Regions from separate parts of the Mus musculus genome. Here all the other regions are linked to region 1. Evidence: chromatin contacts called from public Hi-C data. All regions are on one chromosome and are shown on one strand. The core of a region is the stretch at or near the end of the contact, and the rest is flanking DNA. Distances in the headings are between cores, read along the strand shown. Region 1 has its middle 21 kb from the start of Tbc1d23. Region 2 overlaps Cmss1 (cms small ribosomal subunit 1). Region 3 overlaps Cmss1 (cms small ribosomal subunit 1).

Region 1 (4,362 bases), core at 571-3,070:
CAGTACAGGGGAAAGCCAGGGCCAAAAAGGGGGAGTGGGTGGGTAGGGGAGTGGGGGGGTGGGTATGGGGGACTTTTGGAATAGCATTGGAAATGTAAATGAGGAAAATACCTAATAAAAAATTTAAAAAAAACCCAAAAAACAAAAAAACACCAAGAACAAATTTATCCTATTTTTGGTATCAACACTGTACCCATTGTATGTCGTCTGTAATCTTACCATTATTTCTTTTTTATGACAGAATTTTAAAAATTATGTTATTTATTTATTATGTGCAGGAATGGGCATGTAGGTGGGGGGTCAAAGGATAACAATCTCTCCTTATCATGTTGGACACAGGCATTGCACCAGTCTTGTCAGCAATAGTCTTAATTCACTGAGCCATCTCACTGGCTCTATGCTAGACTTCTTAAAAGCAAATTCCAGACATTGTGATTTTACCCAAAAAATACACTAGTCTCTTAAGTAAAAAACAAAACATAATCATAATATCAATACTTTCATTGAGCTGAATTAGTACTCCCATCTCCTTTGCTCTATAATTTATTGTGTAAATTCTTAATTCTTTATGTGTATGAATATTTTGCTTGCATGTATGTCTGTGTATTGCGTGTGTGCCTGGTGCCCACAGAAACCATGAGAGGGCATTGGAACCCCCACGACTGGAGGTATAGACATTGCGAGCTACCATGAGGATCCTCTGAAAGAACAGCTTAACTGTTGAGCCATCTCTCCAACTGCTGATCTGCAGTCTGTTTAAACGTCTTCATTCTACACCAAAGGTGCCATTGTCTTGTGGCTGTCTTCAGTATGCATGTTGTCCCTTACATTCTATTTGCTCTTACATTTCATTTGCACAGGGAGCCAGGGCAGGACTTTTCTGTTTTCCCTAGGGTCTTTAATTTGGGCTACTGGCACAATTCTTATTAGATCTTTGAAAATGATCTTATTAAAGGGTCACACAGGAGATGGGTGATGAGAAGAGGAGGCACCATTATGAAAGTGACCTCAAAACATTAGGTATATCACAAAGTTCTTTCCTTGAGTCAGTTAACTTTGCAGTTTTAGTTTGGGGAGGATATTTGACCCCATGGAATTAGGAGTCCTTTCTTATATTTGCCAAATTGCTGAAGCCATTGAATATTTGTGCAAAAATATGTCCAAATTTGGGGCCACAGAGGAGTCTCTGTGTGAGTTATTGCTCCTGAAACTTCCACACAGCTGTCTGTGGAGAGGGAGGGACGGGGGTCAGGTTTCTTGGATGAGCTGCAGTCAGTTTTCTGAGGATGTGGTTGATCCCAGAAAATACACAGCTAATTTATAAGAGGCTTGGAAGAAGGCAGCTGCCTTGAAGAAAACACATTGAGAACTCTAGAGGTCAAGATATGACCTTGATCCTTGTGGGAAATTTCCACTGGTTTGTACCAAAGAAGTCTGTAGGAAGCTATGGGCCATCTGAAAGCTCCTGACAACGCTGTGTTACTTTACCTTTTAGACAAAAGGAGTTGAAAGACAATAGTCTTTAAATACAAACTCTGCTCCATACTGGCTGGAAGGAAGGCCCTCCACCCTCTGGCACTCCCATATCCTAGGATTTAACCGTTCCTTTCAGTTTAACAGAGTCCAACGGGGTAGATACATACATCAATAAATTCTTAGATGTGAATTATTTTTATAGTCTTTGAGTCTTTAGAAGCTAATAAATCACATTAAACAGAGCCCTAGATTATCTGTCTTCCTTTTTAATGCCTCTGCAAGACCATGCATTATCTCACAGGATCGGAATGTGACAGATTCTATTTTGAATCTTCCAACGACTCTTTTCACTTAGCTTTTCTGAGACCCAGAGTTGAAAAGAATTTGTGCAACCACGAGTCACCCCCAGTTCACTGGGCCTTTCTGTTCTGGTTTCAAAGAGGTCAGTGTCTTCTTAAGAGCCATGTGGACACTTGAGCATGTTCTCAGGAGAATGCAATCCTTGTGCTGAGAAGTTATCTACAGAGAATCCTTCACAGAGCTCTATCTAGTGATAGAGAGGCATGTCTGTGGCCAAAAGATGCTCTAAGCACGTAAAGACCAGTACTGTTTCAGTGAACCCAATAAACCCTAATTAATGAGACTAGTCATTGATATGAAGACTGCTTATTTCCAATGAAACTAGCAAGACAGAAGTCTTAAAACAAAAATGTTTGCTGCCCAAACTTGTTAGGATATACAACTGAAAATCTCTTCTACATTCATTGTCATTGCCTCTGTGTGTGCGGGGAGGGGTGTTGAGGGTGGGTAGTATGGTATGTCTTTGTGTGTGTGTTTGGTGGGGTGTGGGATGTAGAGTGTTAAGTGTGGGTTGGTCAGTGTGTATATATGTGTGACTTGCGGTAAAGTGTTTTGTGTGTTGCATGTGGTAGGGTGTGGGGTGTTGAGCCTGGGTTGTGTGGTGTGTTTATGTTTGTGTCTGTGTGTATGTCTGTGTCTATCTGTCTGTCTCTCTTCTCTGTGTGTGTGTGTTTGGTGGGGTGTGGGGTAGTGAGTGTGGGTAGTGTGGTGTGTATGTATGTGTGGTTTGAGGTGAAGTGTTGAGTATAGTTTGTGATATGTATGCGTGTGTGATGGGTTGTGTGGTCTGTGTGTCTGTGCATGTGTGTGTCTGTGTGGTGTATATAAACATTCCTGTGTGGGTAGGGATGTATTCCTCATGACTGTGTCTGTTGAATGGCCTGCCTCGGTCCCTTTCTCCCTTCCTGCTTTGAGACAGTATCTCTCTGTCACTAAACTTGGAGCTCATCATTTTGGCTAAACTGGTCACCCAGCCCTTGGGATTCTGCCTGTCTCTGCACTGGGGATAAAGGTGTAGGCTGTTATACCCGCCTTTTATGTAGGTGCCAGGGATACAAACTTGGATCATTGTACACAGCAAGCACTTTACCCACTGAGCCACCTCCCCAGGCCTTGCCACTGCATCTCCCTTCTTGATACTTGGCCTGTAATAGTACTTAGGATATGCACAAGCATCCCCTCAGAAGTAGCTTTTGGTATCGGCATCCAAATTGCAAGTACAGCATGCCAGTCCTGAGGAGGGTGTGTCCGTGTATACGTGTGCCTGCCTTTGCCTTAATGAATGTTTAGAAATTCAATCCAGGTGGCTGGCAATGTGACTCAGGAGATAAAGGTGATTGCCACCAAGCCTAATGACCCAAGCCCCATCCCTTGAGCCATGGTCTAAGGAATGAATCACCTGCAAGTCTTCTGACCTCCACAAATGTGCAGCAGCATATGTGTGCTCCCCTTTGCCCATTAATAGCAGTCATGCATCCTTCTCTCTACCCAGCCCCTGATAACCAAATTCTGTCTCCATGAATCTATTTTGGCTATCTAATGTTAGTGGGATCATCCAGTGTGTGTCTTGTTTCTGTAACTGGCTTATGTCAGTTGTGACAATGTCCTCATTGCCCATCCCTGGTTTAGAATTTCCATCCCTTGGACTGGCGAGATGGCTCAGCAGGTAAGAACACTGACTGCTCTTCAGAAGGTCCTGGGTTCAAATCCCAGCAACCACATGGTATCTCACAACCACCTGTAATGAGATCTGACACCCTCTTCTGGTACATCTGAAGACAGCTACAGTGTACTTAGATATAATAATAAATAAATCTTAAAAAAAAAAAGTAGCCGGGCAGTGATAGTGCAAGCCTTTAATCCCAGCACTTAGGAGGCAGAGGCAGGCAGATGTCTGAGTTCAAGGCCGGCCTGGTCTACAGAGTGAGTTCCAGGACAGCCAGGGCTACACAGAGAAACCCTGTCTCGAAAAACAAAAACAAACAACAAAAAACCAAACCAAAATAAAAAAACAACAACAACAAAAGAATTCCCATCCCTTAAAGGCTGACAGTTATTCCATTATCCCCTCCTCTGTGCACAGACACCTGGCTGCTTCTAACTGTTTTTTAAAAGTATTCATTTATTTTATTTATATGAGTGCACTGTAGCTGTCTTCAGACACACCAGAAGAGGGCTTCAGATCCCATTAAAGATGACTGTGAGCCACCACGTGGTTGCTGGGAATTGAACTCAGGACCTCAGGAAGAGCAGTCAGTGCTCTTAACTGCGGAACGATTTCTCCAGCCCTGCGTCTAACTTTTTGGCTACTGCTATGAGTATGTGCACAAAGATGTTTTTGAGATCTTGCTTTCTAATATATTTTTTTTAAAAAACTTATGTGTATAGATATTTTGCAACTTATAAGTAAAATTGTCTTCAAAAGGCCATAGGGAATCTCCCAGGTGATAACTGACAGTACATATTGGGCCCATCTTAGATGTCATTTATTCTGACAGGTAATGCTTGCTTTTTCACCAGTCTTGT
Region 2 (4,081 bases), core at 242-2,741, 170 kb after region 1:
GGAGGAGAGAGGAAAGAATAGACTGTTAAAGATGCTTGAAGCAAGGTTTCTTTTGGCTGTGAGGACTGGCCAGCACTTATTTTCCATCCAGGACCTCACTTTCATCACTGCGACTGGACATCCTCCACTGGGTGGTCTGTCACTGATCCTCAGGCCAGGCTGTGGCGACAAGCACACAGGGCACACACAGCCAGCACAGGGTCTGCTGCTCCTTGTCCTCCCTGTTCTGCTCTGTCAGGTCTCGCTACTGACGTACAAGGCTTCGCATTTTTCTGTGGTGAGTGGAGGCTTGTTACATTTGTCCCAGTTCTCAAGACCTGGGGACTCTGGCTTGGTTTCTCATCTTCAGTCCATTTCTTTCCTTGAACTGTCCGCAGGAAACAATCAAGTGTAAAGTCACTTTAAAAGGTTTAATCCTCCTGTTTCAATCCCTTTGTGTGGATGAAACGATAATATAGCAACTGGGTTATCAACTATTTGGCAAAAGGAAAAAAAAAAAAACTCCTTTTGATATTTTCCTCATTTTCTCCATAAAAGGAAAACAAATTCTTCAGTGAATTTAGTATCATCCAGAGGGGTTAGGAATGCATGATTATGTAATCCGGCAAACAGTGTCTAAACCAAACACAGATTATCAATTTCCAAAAACTTAAAATAAAATAGGGTGCCTTAACATTTTCAGTTGGTGCCAGTGGTGAACAGGGATCTGGCAGCATCGGGAGATGTTGGCTAATATTTCATTACGATCATGGTGCTTGCTGGCTGGCTAATGGAGCGCCAGACAACAGAGTCACCTTATCTATTGCTGGCTATTGTTACTGGCTGGTTTACTCACTAGTTTTTTGTTTGTTTGTTTTTTTGTTTGTTTGTTTGTTTTTCAAAGAAGACTCACCGTGAGTAAGCATTTATAGCACTGAGTGCTATAATTATAAAATTTTCTTCATAAGATGACTGTTAGGAGTCGGGGGTCTTCCTAACTTTGATGCTAATCCCATCCCACCTCCCGCCCCCACTGTCATAATTTTGGATCTTGAATATGTAGTTATAATTATATCTAAAGACAAAGTTCTAGGGTTTCTATAAATCTTAAAATATTTTTTTAAAAGGTCAGAGATTTTGATCTTATAGTCAAAGCAATCAAAGGGGAAGAGAAAGGAGACCTACTGTGAACTGCAAGAAGACCTACTGTGAACTGGAAGAAGAGTCCTGAATCAGAGGAAAGACAGGAAAGAGGGTGCTGTAGCTCCTTCTTGTCCAGACTGAGCTACACGCTGGGCCTCTATAGCAAAAGATCCAATTTGCAATCAGGGACAACATGTGGTGAACAGAAGGAAAAAAAAAAAGATACTGAGGAATCAAAGCACAGACAGCTTTCTTTTCTCTGATGTTAGACTTGAAAACATCATGAAGTTTGAAACCACGTAGTAGAGTCCTAAGATACTGTCCCCACTCCCTTCCCCCACCAGCCTGTGTGAACTCACCCCTCCTTCCCCAAACCAACTACATATAACTAATTGTATTTTCTTGGGAAGGCAATTGTTGACTAATGAATCATCTTTCCTGTAATTTTTATTTTTTTTGTAGCCCTAGTTTGGCTAAACTCCCTGGCATTCCTGCTGAGGTATGTAATGGAAAATTTGACCTCACACTTTGCTTTTTTGTAACATCACAAAACACTGATATAACAGGGCTACAAAAAAAAAAAAAAAAAAAAAAAAAAAAAAAAGAGGAGCCTAGAGATGCAGGGATGCCCGAAAGAAAAGCTTAGTGTGGAAAGGAACAAAGATACATTAAATCATCGGGGAAAGTAAATATTTAGGTTCCCAGACACAAAGCTACATCTATCTTCAAGAACAGATCGTTTGTCACAGCTTAGGATGTCACAGTGTTTCCATCACAGTCGGGCTTTTCTAAGGATTGTAAACCAGCCATAAAAAGCCACTCTCCAAATTAACTCGGAACACAGGCAGTACATTTTGTAGATCCCAGAATTTGTCTCAAAATGGTGATTTTTAGGGTGGGGTGGTCAGAGGGGAAAGGTGTCAGGAAGTGACTTCTTGCATTTAAGCCACATCTGAGCTCAAAGAAAACGTTGGCAACCAGCCTTGTGTGATCAAATCCCACTGTCTAAGGAAAGCAGAGCAGGTCATACAGAGTCTGCTCTGTAACTGGGACGCTTGGGATTGGCAGTGGAGATGTGCTTTCTGCAAAAGCCACAGCAGAATGAATGAAGTGGTTATGAACACTGCGGCTTTCTTTTTAAAACTCTTATGTCTTCCTTCCCTAGGTCAAAAAAGGCAATTCTTCAAGTGTATAGCCCAGACTTGAAGGGATGACACTCTAAGCACTGATCCAAAGTCTGTCTCTCTATAGCCAAACAATCCTACAACCAATCCTACAATCCCACAACTGGGCCTTCATGGGCAGATTCCCACATGGCTGCCAGCACCACTGTACAAATGTCACAACCCCAGGTAGAATACATACTATTCAGCCCATTTACAATACATAAGCGCAAACAATGGCCTGTGTATGCACTGTTAACCCAGACAGTGCCCAGGGGCTGTCAAGATGAACATTCAAGAGTGGGATTTGGTGCATTATTCACCTGGATGTGAATTCACCTTGAAAAAAAGGAAAGGATAAGAGCAGGCACAGAGAAGTCCCAAGGAGCCACTACTTAAGTTACTAAGGCTGCGAGCAAACCATGCAGATGTTTCTCAGTGCTACCAAAACTATGCCGGAGTAAGCTACGGTCACATCTGTGCACTCCACCACATTAAAAAGAAATGCTGTGTACGGAAATGATACAAATGGTTCTCAGGAGAGAGAGCTTTCATTTATTGCGTACAGGCTGAGTGCTTAGCTGACTAATTAATGATTCTTTTGAAAGAGGAAGTTAAACAGGAGAACCATGAAATAGGCTGCATAGGCTGCAGAGATTTGCCTTGACTTAGTTTTACTGCAGGTGATTACTCACACCAGAGACCGGCTTGGGTTTGCACTTTTCATCAACTTTGGTGAGGGGCAGGAAGAAAAGGAACAGTCATGCAGTCCGGAGAGGTTCTAGTTGTCCTACATAAAAAGGATGTGGACAGATAAAGTTGCTGACTACAAAGAAAGCTATTGGGAAGAAATTTACCATGTCTTGTTTAATATTCTACTCAAGAATAAACTGAGATCTTGGCTCAAGAGTGACTTGAAGAATATCAACCTTAGGGAAGCTACTCTTCTAGATTCTGCCAGATACCTAAGGCTTTCCTGAGATACTTCTGCCACTCCAAATTACAGCAAGATTGAATCTCATGTTATTTAATTTGAAATATGTTTAATTTTTCTATTTCCCATGAATTGTTAATCTAAATTGCTGTTTCAGTAGGAGCCTCCAAAATCAACTTTTAGCTCTTTAACATTCTGGTAGCAGGGAAGTCTTGTGTTCGTTAACAGCCCCCTCTCCCATACTATCAAAAGCCCTTGGAGAAAGAAGCTGGTCAAGTTTTTTGAGGCCAAGTTAATAAGTAAAGAGTATTAACCTAGTTAGATAGAGTGTGTAATGTTTTTCAGCACTACAGTGAAAGCAAAGAGAAGATCTGTGTTTGATGAACCATAATTTTAGGACAGTCATTTCCATAGAATTAAACACCAATGAAACCCTGGGCTTGCATAGAACTGTATTCCCAGCTCCTTAGAAAGCAGAAGCAAAGGCCTGCGATGCCAAGGTCAGCCTGTGTGGCTTAGTGAGTTTCCACAACACAAACTGAACAGTGAGAAGCAAGGCCAAGAGAGAGGGAGGAAGTAGAGAAGTAGAGGCTGGCCATGACCACATGAAGAGAGGGGGGAAGGGAAGAGCCCAAGAGGGCACCAGAGAAGCAAGCAGGAAGTAGGAGTAAGAGAGAGAGGAGGGGGCAAGCAGCCATCCTGGCTGTTGCCAGGTAACTGGGGGTGGAGTCCAGACAGAATACCAACAGTGGGGGAGATGTGAAAAACGGTGATTTGTCAAGCTAGAATTTGGACAATTGCATGTTTTTTTCTTCTTTGTCATTAGTAAAACAACATTCTTTGGACTGTCTCGGTATCAAAG
Region 3 (3,991 bases), core at 993-3,492, 230 kb after region 1:
GCACTTCTGAACAGATGCTCACACAAACCCTCTCTGACGTGGCAAGTAAGACAGCAGGCAGCCACAAGCGCTAGGAAAACCCGGGTCAGTTCCTGAAAGTTAGAGGAAGTGATGGCCCCCTGCAGCTACACTGTAGTATGCATGGATACTTGCTGTGTCTACGCAGGACACACCCCCTTACCTTGTGTGTAATTGGGAACATAATTAGCAAGTAGGAGCCATGTCTCTAGAAGCCATTCGTTATACAGGAGTGCTGTATTCTCTTTGTTTGAACCCCAACCTTTCCATATCTGTTTTTAGGGCTTGTATTCAAATTTTATTTCGCATTTACCCTTTTAATCTCTGTTGTGTTATTTAAATCTCTGTATTTTAGAATATTAGTTAATTCATAGAATTAGCTTGAGCCTTAAATTTCTCCATATAATATGGCCATCTCTTGTATTTTTCCTCTTCTTCTTCCTCATCATAATGAGAACATAAGAATGTTTACCAGTGGTTTTTTTGTTTGTTGGTTGGTTGGTTGTTGGTTGGTTTTTTTCCTCTTCCTTCTCTGAAATTTCTAAGCTACTGCAGTGACTGGACACATTTAGGCTCTAATAACAAAACATCATATTCACAATATTTCCAAACCTAAATGACCTCATATAGTGCCTTTCATGTTGCCCAAATAATTGTGTAATTAAGAGAACAATGAATATCCTTCTGATTAGGACATCCCATTATTCTCCACTCTCCCTCCTGTCTGACCTCATCCCCACACCCATCAGCTCAGCGTTCAGTCTTAGCACTTCCTGGTCTCTCCCCTCCCAAGTCCCATTTAGTGCCACTACCCAACCATACCACCTCACTCAGCTAACAGCTAACCTTGTCATGCATTCCTTCTTCTTCAGCGTTCCTCCACGCTGCCCACTTCCCGTGTTTATCTAGATCCCTAGGGCCATTCACAATACCTTCCAAACTGTGCCTTGTGGTACACTCTCTCCAGGACCATTGCTTCCAACCCTCAGTGCTAATTGCAGTGACCTACCTACCCCACCTCAGATTTCTACCATTATGAGACTCAAAGATCCCTAGGGCAAGGACATGGCGCACTTCGTCCCTCCTCAGTACTTTGTGTCTTGCTGCATCTGAATCACACAAACCAGGAATATAAATAACCTGTCATAAGAAAACAGACTGTCCCCAGTAAAGAAGTAAGATAAGATAATGTCTTTAACTTTAAACATCACAGATAACAGGGAAGGGAAAGAATATTTTATTCTACGTAGCTTCAAAAAGAGCCACGACAGCCAAATGTGTAGGTTCTGGGAGTTTCTTTCAAAATAGTATAACAACAACTTCCTAAAATGTAGAGCATGAGATAATTTTTGGCTGATAATTCAGCTACAAGTCACTGAAGAGGTTTACAGAGCAACTGGCAAAATTAAACTAGATGATACCTAGGCTCTTTGCAAAGTTTAGATTCTATAACAAATTAATAAGTTTTTTCATGCAGTTGCTTATTCAAGTAGGGAAATGATAATTCTGCATACATTAAGAAGAATATGAAGAGCTATAGTTTAATACATACAAAGGCCTGTCACTTCAGTGAATATCAGCAAGGAGCACACAGAGAATTTTAAATATAGCACAGCAAAAAGAAAAAGTCTCACGAACAATGCAATTTTTCAGTGCAGTGAATAGCACCGCCCCCCAAATATCAAGGTCAGCAGGGGCTTTGTCCACCGCCTCTCATCCTGGAGGAGGCAAGTTAACTTTACAACTGTAAAGAAACTTCCCATTAGAAGCAGTTTCAACCTTAGATTTATTGCATTTTCCACAGTTACGTCATTGAGGCTATGCACAATCCAGAGGGACTCAAGGGGCTGCACTGTAAACTGTTACAATAAATATTAATGAACATCATGCCTGATAAAGCCTGCAGTCTGTACACATGCACCCACACAAAACGGGACTTTTCACCTTATATGGCTACTTTTCAAGACTGACTCTTTCTTCATTCCACTTTGTTGGCCTGCCAAACACAGAGTACATTTACTTTAAAAACACCAATTAAAAATATTAACAACATGAAAATATATAAACTGTGGTTTAGAGCCAAAGGCACATAAATTGACATAGATTCAGATAGAGAGTAAACATGAGAGGAATAACAGAAACGCGTACATCATCCAGAAAGAAGCATGAACAATAGCCCGTGGTGACAGTGATCCATCTTCCTCCTTCCCAGACTCGGCTGACTCCTGCAGTGGATCAGCTGACCGTTAGGAAAGCTTATGGAGTGGGTGGGAAGGGGAGCGGACAGGGCTAGAGTACTGTAAAGATTTGCAAGGCCTGCGGAGGAAAGAGGGAATGCTTCCAGTTCACAGTGCAACCTGGGGCGGCCCTAGAGGCCTCCATTGACCTGTCCAGGAACAGTGCTTCCTTAAGTATCCGAATCCAGGACTTCTCCCTGAGCCTCTCTAACTGAGGCACAGCTGTGGAAAAGGGCTGGGTAAGGAGTTGTAAGATCTAGATCACATTCAAGTCCTGCTACTTGATTTCTTGGAACCTTAGTTTTCCCTTCTGTAAAATGGGTATCTATAGACATCTATACCTCATACTAGTTATTGAGAGGAGTAATTAAAACCGGGTGAGTAAAGTTGATTAGTTGGACGGAAAAAAATCTTTATTGACTTTGCTTGTTGACTGGAAGAAAAAAAAAAAAAACCTAATAAATCTGCCCTGTTTTATTGAGTTACTGTATCTTTTTATTCAATGCTGAAAATGAACTTAACCTGCCTCGTGGTGGAGCCTTGTAATTCTTGTATTACACAATATATATTCTAATATACAATATACACTGTAGACAATTATGAAGGAAGGAGGGAGTCGGGGTGGGGGTGGGGGTGGGAAGAGAGACCAAAGAAATGACTAGGCATATGCACATGTCTTTCTGCCTGTGTGACAGAGGCAGGCCCACGCTGCTATCGCCTCTGTCCCTATGGGAGTGGTGTTCGTCGTATTCTCCGAATAGTGAACATGCTTGGGCTTACGGCCAGAAGACCACAATCCCAGACTCAAGGCTGGTAGGTCTTTTTAAGAATTACATGAGTAATTTCCTTTAATTGTTCTCTACACAATCGCCCCCACACCCTGGGTGCTGATGTGATAATGTGCCATGAGGCCAATCTCACTTTGTGTGTCAGAACATGCCTTTGTTGCCGCTCTTATTTCTCCTGCTATCTCTAAATGGTTATTGCATTTTGATTTAAAGATTAGTAAATATATGATGAAGCCAACAAAATGAATTGGACCTCGATAAAGATTAAATGACTCAGTTCCTCTTCAGAGTGTGTTTAAAATTATAAAGGCAGCATAGAAACTATTTGAACATTTTTACAACGAAATTTTCTAACAGTTGCAAATATATTCCATGTATTTCTGTCACCTTTATAACCTATTTCAGCAGATTATTACTTAAAAATACAGAACAAACACTTATCCTGACATGACAATAAGCTGGTTTATTCTGTGTATGTGTGTATATGGGTGTAGCGTGTGTGTGTGTGTGTTCTGTATGAGTGTACATGTACCTGTGCACTCACATGCAGAGACCAGAGGAAGATATCATGTCCTCTGCGGGACCACTCTCTTCCTTATTCTCTGGCCTTTAAGGCAAGATCTTGCCCTGAACCTAGAACTAGGCTGGTGGTAGCAAGCTTGTCTCTACCCCTTTTACAGTGCTAGAGCTACAGTGAGACAAAAATACCTGCCTTTTAAATATTAATCCATCTCTCTCTCTCGCACACTCTCTCTCTCTCTCTGTGCGAGTGTGCGTGCGTGCGTGCGTGCGTGTGTGTGTGTGTGTCTGTGTGTGTGTGTGTGTGTGTGTGTGTGTCTGTGTCTGTGTGTGTGCGCATGCCTGAGGCCAGAGGAAGACATCAGAGCCCCTGGAATTGGAGCGACAGGCTGCTGTGAGCTACATAACTTAGGTGCTGGGAACTTAACC

What was found. A called contact is a pair of places that touch in the nucleus more often than the background predicts.
Region 2: a contact with region 1 is called in a Hi-C map of the C2C12 cell line, with 3 times the contacts expected there. The contact joins two enhancer-like sites. A contact is called at or near these places in 3 of 15 datasets of contacts at CTCF or cohesin (the NIH/3T3 cell line, large pre-B cells and pro-B cells), 20 of 484 Hi-C or Micro-C datasets (the C2C12 cell line, the MNK3 cell line, adipose-derived mesenchymal stem cells and 12 more), 14 of 115 datasets of contacts at active chromatin or transcription factors (the 230-238 cell line, the NIH/3T3 cell line, cardiomyocytes and 9 more) and 1 of 9 other capture datasets (embryonic stem cells).
Region 3: a Hi-C map of uterus shows a contact between it and region 1, with 5 times the contacts expected there. The contact joins two enhancer-like sites. A contact is called at or near these places in 2 of 15 datasets of contacts at CTCF or cohesin (the NIH/3T3 cell line and large pre-B cells), 12 of 484 Hi-C or Micro-C datasets (bone marrow-derived macrophages, cerebral cortex, cortical neurons and 7 more) and 6 of 115 datasets of contacts at active chromatin or transcription factors (astrocytes, embryonic stem cells, large pre-B cells and 3 more).

What each region holds. Positions count from the first base shown.
Region 1 is chr16:57,250,436-57,254,797 of GRCm38.p6, forward strand. No RefSeq gene overlaps it. Among named protein-coding and RNA genes, the nearest start is that of Tbc1d23, 21 kb to the left of the region's middle. Within about 2 kb of position 1,821, at least 52 of the 459 cell types and tissues checked have an H3K27ac peak or open chromatin away from gene starts, as enhancers often do. A contact at or near this core is called in the C2C12 cell line, the NIH/3T3 cell line, embryonic fibroblasts and 4 more, where this site is marked.
Region 2 is chr16:57,419,365-57,423,445 of GRCm38.p6, forward strand. All of the region lies in intron 1 of Cmss1 (cms small ribosomal subunit 1), which reads right to left. All of the region lies in intron 1 of Filip1l (filamin A interacting protein 1-like), which reads left to right. Among named protein-coding and RNA genes, the nearest start is that of Filip1l, 68 kb to the left of the region's middle. Within about 2 kb of position 1,492, at least 105 of the 459 cell types and tissues checked have an H3K27ac peak or open chromatin away from gene starts, as enhancers often do. A contact at or near this core is called in the C2C12 cell line, the NIH/3T3 cell line, embryonic fibroblasts and 4 more, where this site is marked.
Region 3 is chr16:57,482,364-57,486,354 of GRCm38.p6, forward strand. The region is part of intron 1 of Cmss1 (cms small ribosomal subunit 1); the gene reads right to left. All of the region lies in intron 1 of Filip1l (filamin A interacting protein 1-like), which reads left to right. Among named protein-coding and RNA genes, the nearest start is that of Cmss1, 120 kb to the right of the region's middle. Within about 2 kb of position 2,243, at least 32 of the 459 cell types and tissues checked have an H3K27ac peak or open chromatin away from gene starts, as enhancers often do. A contact at or near this core is called in uterus, where this site is marked.